Linked DNA regions of Mus musculus: regions 2 and 3 are each linked to region 1. A link is a contact called in public promoter capture Hi-C data. All regions are on one chromosome and are shown on one strand. Each heading gives the region's core, a stretch centred on a gene start, on an enhancer-like site or on the middle of the called end of the contact. The rest is flanking DNA. Distances are from core to core; before and after follow the strand shown.

The links. Promoter capture Hi-C pulls out the DNA fragments that hold promoters and counts their contacts.
Region 2: a contact with region 1 is called in a promoter capture Hi-C map of stem cell-derived epiblast-like cells, with 2.5 times the contacts expected there. The contact joins the promoter of Slc5a12 here to the promoter of Bbox1 in region 1. A contact is called at or near these places in 3 of 39 promoter capture datasets (embryonic stem cells, hippocampal neurons and stem cell-derived epiblast-like cells), 1 of 115 datasets of contacts at active chromatin or transcription factors (intestinal villus epithelium) and 2 of 9 other capture datasets (adipose tissue and liver).
Region 3: a promoter capture Hi-C map of liver shows a contact between it and region 1, with 2.3 times the contacts expected there. The contact joins the promoter of Lgr4 here to the promoter of Bbox1 in region 1. A contact is called at or near these places in 10 of 39 promoter capture datasets (the 3T3-L1 cell line, 3T3-L1-derived adipocytes, the C10 cell line and 5 more), 6 of 484 Hi-C or Micro-C datasets (cerebral cortex, embryonic fibroblasts, embryonic stem cells and 1 more), 1 of 115 datasets of contacts at active chromatin or transcription factors (hepatocytes) and 1 of 9 other capture datasets (adipose tissue).

Annotation. Positions count from the first base shown.
Region 1 is chr2:110,303,877-110,307,060 of GRCm38.p6, forward strand. Bbox1 (butyrobetaine (gamma), 2-oxoglutarate dioxygenase 1 (gamma-butyrobetaine hydroxylase)) reads right to left here and starts at 1,849. Exons shown (of 7, transcript NM_130452.1): 1 at 1,538-1,849. The coding sequence starts at 1,756. All of the region lies in intron 1 of Gm30319 (a long non-coding RNA gene), which reads left to right.
Region 2 is chr2:110,595,740-110,599,072 of GRCm38.p6, forward strand. It overlaps Slc5a12 (solute carrier family 5 (sodium/glucose cotransporter), member 12), which reads left to right and starts at 1,560. Exons shown (of 15, transcript NM_001177624.1): 1 at 1,560-2,201. The coding sequence starts at 1,863.
Region 3 is chr2:109,915,503-109,919,126 of GRCm38.p6, forward strand. Lgr4 (leucine-rich repeat-containing G protein-coupled receptor 4) reads left to right here and starts at 2,145. Exons shown (of 18, transcript NM_172671.2): 1 at 2,145-2,803. The coding sequence starts at 2,619.

The sequences.
Region 1 (3,184 bases), core at 599-3,098:
GTGGTATAAGACAATTAACATCTATTTGTATGTTGCACAACTATACATTTCTGTCTTCTGCAATTGCTTTTCTTTTTAATACTACTGAATTAGAGTGATTAGAAATAGAATTTTACTAGCATGGCATCTCTGCTTTACACACTGTAGATTATACTCAAACTTCCTCTGAGAAGGTCTGACTACTAAGGGTGAGAATTGAGAATAGAGAAGAAAGCTGAGAGGACAGAAGAGTGGGGAAAGACAGGCATTTCTGTCACGTTTGTCCTTCTGGGGAGGATTCGGAAATAAGCAACAGAGAAGCAGGTTCGACAGCACATGTGGTTGGCACCGAGACTGATGATTTTAGGATGCCTTATGCACATATGCAGTTGTTTGGATAAACAGTGCTAATCAGTAAGATTTCTGAGCGACTTCTGCAGGATAAACATTTGCACCCAGATTGTCTCATCCCCTGACATTTCTTTTCCTGTTTTTTTTTAAATGATTATATTTTAATGGGTATTTTATTTATTTACATTTCAAATGTTATCCCCCTTCCCAGTTTCCCCTCCACATGCTATCTATCCCCTCCTCCCTTCCCCTGCCTCTATGAGGGTGCTCCCCCCCCCATCCACTCCTGTCTCAGCGGCCTGGGTCATCAAGCCTACACAGGACCAAGGGCCTACATTCTCAGTGATACAAGATAAGGCAGTCCTCTGCTACATATCCAGCTGGAGCCATGGGTACCTACTGTGTATTGTTTGGTTGGTGGTTTAGTCCCTGGGAGCTTTGGGGGGGGTCATCTGGTTGGTTGATATTGTTATTTTTCCTATGGGGTTGCAAACCCTTTCAGCTCCTACAGTCCTTGCTCTAACTTCCCCATTGGGGTCCCCACACTCAGTCCAATGTTTGGCTGTATATATCCACATCTGTATTCGTCTGGGTCTGGCAGAGCCTCTCAAACGTTTGGCATTTCTGTGGACAAATTCTGTACTTTTCTAGCTTTATAGAGCAGCAAACTGAGTGCCAGATGCACCATTTTCATGGTATAAATTGCATGATTGTGTTTCAAGCCTGCTTCCCCCTAAAAGAATAAAAAATGGAAATTTGCATATGGTATTAAGATGGTAGTAGTTTTAAAATCAAAATATCATACATTCTGAAGAGAAACCAGAATATATCAGTAGGCTATATTTATATGTTTATTTATGTGTATATGTAACAATATTAAAGGGAAATTGACCACTACTTTGAGAGGGAGTGAGGAGAATATGGAATGAGTTGGATGAAGGAAAAAAGAAAGAAAAGGTGATGTAATGAAATTTCATTTAAAATAAAAAGTAAGCCTATTAAAAATAAAAATATAAAATGTTGTAGTAGTGATAACAACAGTAGATTTTTCCACTGAATATTCCTACCCTATCAAACAATGTACAACCATGTCCATGGAGGGTTTCCTCTATATATGAGAAGTTAAAAAAGAGTTACTTAAATTACTATAGACTAACCCCTTGATCTAACTCAACAGAGAAGGGGAAGAGCATTTAGACGTAATTACCTTTTTCCGGTCAAATGTCAAATCATCGATTCTAATGTTTACATCAAGAGCTTCCAGGAGAAGTTTCCGAGCTTTTGCAGAATGTAGGTAGCAGTCTGAACACTGACAGTTGTCTCTCAGCCATACTGCTGGGTAGAGGGACTCTGCCCCATCGTGCCAAAAGATCTGCATCAAATGAGCCCCATCCACTGCTTCTGCCTTTAGGATGGCACAGTGCATGTTTCTGGTCTTTGGTGATAAATCCTATCAGCCACCTGCTAGGACAAATCAGTGTTAATTATAGTAGGCTGGCAGATTGTACCTGAACCTGATCTCTACAATACTGCAAGTGGACTCTGGCCTCTGCCTACCACTCAGCAGTGTGAGCCTACAGTTCGCCCCATGCCGGGACCTTTGTTCTGATTAGAGTATTTCACATGTTGTAAACAGAAGCACAGTGACTAGCTGTAAGATAAAAATGCCACATCAAATCCAAATCAAGAGAATTCCTTGTTCTTTTAACAGAAATTTTAGATTATAAAATAAGAAACAAGGGCAAACACAGTGATATAATCACATTTGCATAAACACTGTGGGAAAACCGCTACGCAAATGGAAAATGTTAAGTTTGCCTCTCTGTTTTGGTGTTTTAGTGAGCCCAGGACTTTAAACACGTGAGACAGGCATTCTACCGTTGAACTTCAGTCCCAGCTCACAAAATGCCTCTGTTGTTTTAACCAATGACAGAGGCATCTGGCTTTTGAAACAAAAACTGCTTCAATGATTCATAATTACCATCAAGGGAATATTAATGCAATTAGTTTGCTTAAAGGGTAATGCGACTTAGAACATGGTACTATTTCTGTTCTAGTTTTACTTTTTACTTGCACAGTATATTTCTCACTGGAATATAAAAATACCAAAGTCCTTTAAAAGCTTACTGGGTTTGTTTTCTGCCTTTGCTTGTTTGGAATGTCTTACTTTATCTGGAATGTTTATGGGGGGAGCTTTATGAATCTATATTCTGATTGGAATGTATGGCTCCTTTTTATTACAAAATCCATCAAATTTGTAGCAATGCAGTAGTTACAGGAGAAGAAATCTCATGAAAGAAAGGCACCAGGGTACTTAGACTGGGCAACTCTTTATTTCATTAGTGACCGTATACCTGACATTCAGGAATCAGGGAATGTTATAGACTTAACTTTTCATGTTTATCTAGGGTTCTCAATATATATTCAAAGAGTAGACATTAGTAAAAAGATAAAGTTTACATGAAAAAACCAGAATGCTTTAAGTGTTTTCATAGGACCATTAGCACCTCTAGCTCTTCTAACAGAAGAGAGCAGAGAGGCAGTGCTACCTTGGGATAAGAGAGGAAGACAGACACACAGCACAGTAACTGCTTATACACACCTTCACTGTATCCGATACTGAAACAGCACCAGGGACCGACCAAGCAAAGCAAAGACTTTTGGCAAACTGCTGTCACCTACTCAAACCTACACGTAGGCATACATATATACACATAATTAAAAACAAAATAAATCCTTTGACAAAAGAGAGAAATAGCACTATTTTAAAAAAATCTGTCAGGGGTCACCAAATAATCTTTACAAAAGGACTTCTAGGCTATTAGGTTTGTAGAGCATATATAATTTCTCATTT
Region 2 (3,333 bases), core at 310-2,809, 290 kb after region 1:
AGATTCAGTGTCCCATTTATAAAAATTCCACATATTGTGCAAATCTATGGAAGAAATTTAAAAAACAGAACACAAAGGGGTTATTGGGGGTAGAAGGTCTTCACTTCTTGAATCTGCCTTTGGAACATTCTGACATGTAATACAGGTCCCTGAAGAGAATTAGAAACTGAGATTGCTGTCTAGCCTGAACAAATAATCAAGACTGGCTCAGTTATCCAAGAGCAAAATTAAGAATTTCTTCTGTTTAAGAGAAAGTGTTCAGTTGTTGAACATCATAGATAACTTAAAATTTCTCCTTTTGGATTTTGACTGCTTTCTATTTTTATTTGTTAATATTTACAGAGTATAGGAAGAAGACCCTTTGCCTCTGTCTCTATGAAGTTTGTCATTTGTAGCATCAGATCCAAGTACACACAGACAGGCTTGGATGTGCAGAAATTATTGAAAACAAATGAAAAGAATTGCCAGGTATGAGGGAGGACTATGAGATCACTACAAGAATTAAACTGGAGGGACCAGACAGGATACAAAGCAGAGGATACATAACTAGATCCTGTATACTAGGAATGATTTGTTGAGATGAGGACAGAAAAGCAGTGTGAGCAAGCAGAGAATATCTCATGCATCCATTTTTATATCATGGATCCTTATTAAATCATGGAACTAGCCAGCGGGAGTGACATTACTAGTTACCTTCTACAGAGTGACAAACAGATGTGTCTACAGCCAAAACCTAGCACTATACCTCCCACCCCATATACTACATATTGTCTTTTTTAAACAGTGGGGAATTGCCTTGAAAATGGTCATCTACTACTAATGTCAAGATGTCATAGAAAAACAACAAAGCGAGAAAAAGGAAGACTTTTTGTGTGGAAAGCAAGTACCATCTCCTTGCTTATGTCCTACTAAGAGATGATTCCAGTTGTCCAAGGATCTACAAAGAGGAGAAGCTGGAATACCACACTCCATCTTCCTTATCCTCTTACTGGACTTGGTTGTAACACTAACTTAGTCTTTGTATGCTAGTATAAAAAACAAGTGAATATAACAGACTGGAGGAGAAAATAATGTGGGCTCCAGATGATTTATCAATTACTGGTTAATCCATTCTCTGAGTTGGAAAGTCAAGGGAGATTGCTCTATTTAAAGTTTTCTATTGTAAGTGCAGAGATATAAGAACAAAAGGTGTCAGGAAGTGTGAGATTCAAAGTTTCATGGTGTCTTATGCCAGTGTTCCAGGGGAAGCTCAGGAAAGTGAAGTGCTTTATTAACAGTAACAGAGCTGTGATTGTGATGTGGGCAAAGGTCTCTGGATTACCTCCTGATTGCTCTTTACCCTCCACCCCACAGCCCTGGCAATTATAGGTATGAACACGCCACACTCCCTTAGTCAGGAGACAGATGCCACTGACAGTTGTGTTTGCATTTTTATGTTCCACTTCAGGAATAATGAAATGCTGAAGTAGTCAAATTTTATCACCTCCATGGTTCCTAATAATGTTTAACTTTCATTTTAAAAAAATCTAGGAGATAATAAAAGCATGCCATCGGGCCAGCCTACTCCCTCTACCCCCCAGAAACTTCAGGAGTCTTCTGTCAGATGTTGCAGAAGAAACGCAGACAGCTAGTGGCCAGAATCTGATCCCAATTTGTCATTTTTTCCCCCTTGGTGTCAGTTTCACAGCCAGCTTTAGAGAACTTTGAGGACTGTTGAGTATCTGAAAACTTAGACATGGATGGATGATCTTCAACTCTTCAGAGAACCAAATTCTTCCTTCCATCTGAAAAAAGTTTTGGCTGTTGGAAATATCTCAGTGAGCCCTGCTTGAAAGAGACTCTCTTGTGTTCCACTTCCAAGCATGAGGGTGAAGAACTTTGAAGCTTGGGATTATGTTGTGTTTGCAGGTCTCTTCGTCATTTCCTCTGGAATTGGCGTGTTCTTTGCCATAAAGGAGAGAAAAAAGACAACATCTCGGGAATTCTTAGTAGGAGGAAGGCAAATGAGCTTTGGCCCTGTAGCTTTGTCTCTGACAGCCAGCTTCATGTCAGCTGTCACTGTCCTGGGGACTCCTGCTGAAGTCTACCGCTTTGGGGCATCCTTCTTCCTTTTCCTCATTTCATATGTATTTGTGGTCTTTTTCACATCTGAGCTCTTTCTTCCTGTGTTCTACAGGTCTGGCATCACAAGCACCTATGAGGTAAGAGACCACCTCCCTGCCCCCATCACAGCAAGGAGATGGCACTTGCTTTCCACACAACGAGTCTTCCTTTTTCTTGCTTTGTTGTTTTTCTATGACATCTTGACATTAGTAGTAGATGACTATTTTCAAGGCAATTCCCCACTGTTTAAAAAAAGACAATATGTAGTATATGGGGTGGGAGGTATAGTGCTAGGTTTTGGCTGTAGACACATCTGTTTGTCACTCTGTAGAAGGTAACTAGTAATGTCACTCCCGCTGGCTAGTTCCATGATTTAATAAGGATCCATGATAAAAAAAAATGGATGCACTATTTAATTGATGAAAGATAAGTAAGATTAAAAGAGATAATGCTATTTTTATTGTCATTAGAGTGACCACTCTGAAAAAGTAAACGGAATACAGGGTACTAGTATTATAATTTTCAGCAGAGAAAAGTAAGATCTAGATAGGTATGTTAGTCCTGTTTTAAAACTAGATAAATATCTACTGAGAAGCCAATATTTATATATGATCATTTAAAGGCCTGTATATCAAACAGTAGCTCCCTAATGCTAATTATTGCTTCATTCCAGTTTTAAGTAGCAGTTGGGAATATTTTGGAAAAGTGAGAAATATTTTAGTAGAAAGAAATTCCCAAATAATAAAAATAGGAAAATTATTGTAATGAAGGGGAAATAAGACTATGAAATTTTGGCCTTTAAACAATGCTAAATAAAACCAACATGTTCAAAACTGAATTTTCATGCCCAGTATTTAAGTGTGCTTATAAATCACTTTTTTGTGAAGAAAAAAATATTGAACTTCATTGCCAAAAACCCTGAAAGTCATAGCAGAAGACTCATAAAAAAAACTTACTTTAAAAAAATCTGAGATAAATGATCACAAAATGTTTCTCTAGTCTTCCAAAGCTGTTCATGCAGATACATATTCTCCAGTAGGTCTTAAGACATTCAGTTGCATGGACTATCTTATCCCAAATGTTCAACATTAATTATCTTGTGCTGCTAAGAAATTAATCACAGTTAGGCAATTCCACAGCCATTGCTTGAGACACAACCCCAAGAGAAAAACAAGTAAATGTAGGCTTAGCTCTACAAACTGTGCACAGATGCTATTCAATTGTAATGTA
Region 3 (3,624 bases), core at 895-3,394, 390 kb before region 1:
CTTGATGTACATACGTGTTTTGCCTGCATGTTTATGTGTTTACCATATATACACATGCATGCTTGATGCTCATGGAGACCGGGAGAATGTCAGATGCCCTGGTCTTGGAGTCACAGATAGTTGTGAGACACCATGAACGTGCTAGAAACAGAATCGATATCTTCTGCAAGAGCAGCCAGTGCTCTGAGCTACTGAGCTATCTCTCCAGCCACTTCGAAATACTTCTTTACTGAGGAGAGCTTCTTTACTGAAGAGAGAGAGAGAGAGAGAGAGAGAGAGAGAGAGAGAGAGAGAGAGAGAGAAACATGGAAATGAGTCTGGACATGGTGATTCATACTATTATTCCAGCATTCATGAAGCTGAGGCAGGAGGATGGTGAGTTGAGTTCAGTCTAGATTACATAGCAAAACTCTGTCAACATAAATATTTGTCAGAAATAAAAGCATCCATGAAGTGTATAGTTACCTTAATATAACAAAAAGTATACCTTAGAAGGAGTTGTGTTTTTTAAGAAAGAAGATTTTAGCTGGGCATGGTGGCACACGCCTTTAATCCTAGCACTTGAGAGGCAGAGGCAGGCAAATTTCTGAGTTCGAGGCCAGCATGGTCTAGAAAGTGAGTGCCAGGACAGCCAGGGCTATACAGAGAAACCCTGTCTCAAAAAACCAAAAAAAAAAAAAAAAAAAAAAAAAAAAAGACTTTAAGTATCAATTAGAATTAGACTTTTTCCTCACTTTATTTACTCATGAAATTGGCTGAAAAGTAATAGAAATGGAAAAACAAAAACAAAAAACAAGTTGCGGAGGCTTCTGAAATACTAACTAGACCAGGAGTGAGATGATCTTGGGCAGAGGGCAGAAGAACATGGTATCCAAGAGATTCTGAGGCCTTGTCTATAAAGTCTGAGCGCCACTGGTCTTTCTTTTTAAAGTTCTCTTTCAACCTTATAGTGAGGAAATTCATCTTTCTTAAAACTTGTCTGTATTTATTTATCCATTAGCATAACTTTAGAGTATATGGATTCAACCTGACTTTATTATTATTTAGCATATTCTTTAATGTAGAGATGGTAGATTTTTTTTTTTTTATTTAGGAAATCGGCTAGCTTTTCGTTAATTTATTTACATTTTCTTTTTTTTTTATTTGCATGAGGTGGCTAGTTAACTTTATACAGTATAGATATTTTAATGCTCTTCTTGCTCTAATGTAATGGGTTCATTAAAAATGTGTACAATCTAGAGTAAAAACAACCAAAGGCCTAGGAGAAAGCAAGAAAAGAGGCACTGAGAATGCTGATTTTTTTTTTTCTATAAACATTATGTGGGAAAAAGGAAGGGATGCTGATAGTTAACACACAAGTTGTTTCTGGTGTCTCAGGGGCAGTCAGCTGGCACTCAAATGTTCTCTTCCAGTGCTGGTTAACCGGCACCTCCTTGGCTGGACTCCTCAACATCCTTGTGTTTAGGGAGAAAGAAGTCTGATTGGTGTCATGGATGATTAACCGCTAATTTAGCTCCCAAGTGTGAATGAAAAAGGGTACTAAGATCTCAGAGGTGATGTGAGATACAGGAGGGGTCACGCTGTTTTAATTTAGTGCACGGTTGAACTCAAAAATTTGGATCAGATAGAAAGAAATGTTTCTCCCTCCTTTTCGACCCCCACCCCCACCCCCATTTCTTTCCTCTGTTTGCAAAGCTCTCAGTGCCCTTGCCCTTAAGAACAGCGAAGAGTCATTTGACACGTCTGAAAGCTGGAGGCGAGTTTTACTTTTCAGGTCATCCAATTTAGGAGATCCAATTTCTGCGGAGGGGAGAAAAAAACTGGGTGGGGGAGGGAAACAGCAGACTCCTGGTCTTCCGATCTGTCTACCTTCAATACACAACCTGACATGCAGATCCAGCCAAGTCAGGGCTTTTACTTGAACCTCCACTACCAGCCCCAGCAGCAGCAGCACAACCTTGTCACTCATTCCAGAGAAACACGCCCCATTCCTCTTGACCAATAATGGCTCCACTGCCTGCATAGTAATGAGCTCGAGACCTCCCCTGACCAATAGCGCTCCCGGAGCGGGGTTAGTTTTGCATGTACCTAAATGATTTGCATAACCCGGCGGCCAGGGGCTCCCGAGGCGAGCGTGCAACCCTAGAAGGGAAAAGGACGCGCGGAGCGGGAGCCGCCTCGGGGAGAGCGCGGACAACCAGGGTGTTTGTGAGAGCTGGGGCGGGGGTTGGGACGCCTGGCCGGCATGGCTGGAGGCTGCGCTCCGCAACCTTGAGGAGCTGTGCGGCTGGAGGAGGCCCGGGACAGGAGGCGGCGGCGATGGCAGCGCGCGGCCCGGGCAGCCGCTCTGGGCCGGGTCGGCTGGCCTGAGCCGCGGGGCTGCCGGTGCGCGTCCATGGAGCAGCGGGAAGGGAGAAACTGCGGAGCGCCGCGTCCTAACGCTCCGGCGGCAGACTGCTGAAGGAAGCGAGCGCACGCGGACCGCCGAGGGACGGCGCCCGGGCCCCGAGCCCCGCAGGCCGGCTGCCCCTGGTGCGGCGCGGTGCGGCGGAGGGCAGCGGAGGCGAGTCGAGCGAGAGGAGCCGCGGGAGAGGCGGGCGCGGGCGGCGGCCGCAGCAATGCCGGGCCCGCTGCGGCTGCTCTGCTTCTTCGCCCTGGGGCTGCTCGGCTCGGCCGGGCCCAGCGGCGCGGCGCCACCTCTCTGCGCTGCGCCCTGCAGCTGCGACGGCGACCGTCGGGTGGACTGCTCCGGGAAGGGGTTGACGGCGGTACCGGAGGGGCTCAGCGCCTTCACCCAAGCACTGTGAGTGCGGGCGACCGGGCTGCGGGTTGAGGGACCCGCGGGCGCTGCGGGGCGGAGCCAGGGCTCGACCCCAGCCCCCAACCCCAGCGCCCTGGGGGTGCACGAATCACCTGTGTGTGTGTGTGTGTGTGTGTGTGTGTTGGAGGGTCAGGGGGATTGGCCCCCTTTCCCGTATGCTGGCCTCTCCAGACTTAGCCACTTTGAATCTGAACCTCTAGGAGCTTTTTCTTTTTGCAGCTTTTTTTTGGGGGGGGGGGTGCAATTACTACCTCCTACCCCCCACCCCCCACCTCAAATCGCAAGTGCATTTAGGGCCAGGAGGGAGGATGCTGGAAACGCTTGCCCTTGGCAGCCTTTCACGTGACCTCTTCCCCCATGCGGCCCCCTGTTCGGCTGGCAAAACTTTGGCCACGGATGAGGGCGCCTAGAACTTGGCCTGCGTTTGCCGACCAGGCACGTTCCATGGGGAAGCACCTGAATACCCCCAGGGTTCCCGCAGGCGGAGTGAAGAAACACCTGTACCTAAGAAGGGGAATCGCTTTCCAGTTTGGCCCCGTCCTGCCTGTGCAGTGTGACACCTTAGCTCAGATCCACTCGGGACTCATTACCACGAGCAGAGCCCAGGGAGGAGGAGAAGGATTCGGCCTACCCTGGGCGGGGATCCTTAGTGAATAAGGCATTTAAAAGAAGGAATGCTGACCTGAGGTAGAGAATGTTGGGAGAGAAAGTTCTAGAGCATGTGATCAGTGCAGTCTGTAAGGTGGGCAACCGTTTTCCGCCTGTACCTTCAGCAGAGCCTTTCGTGTGAGCTGCCTGTGGTC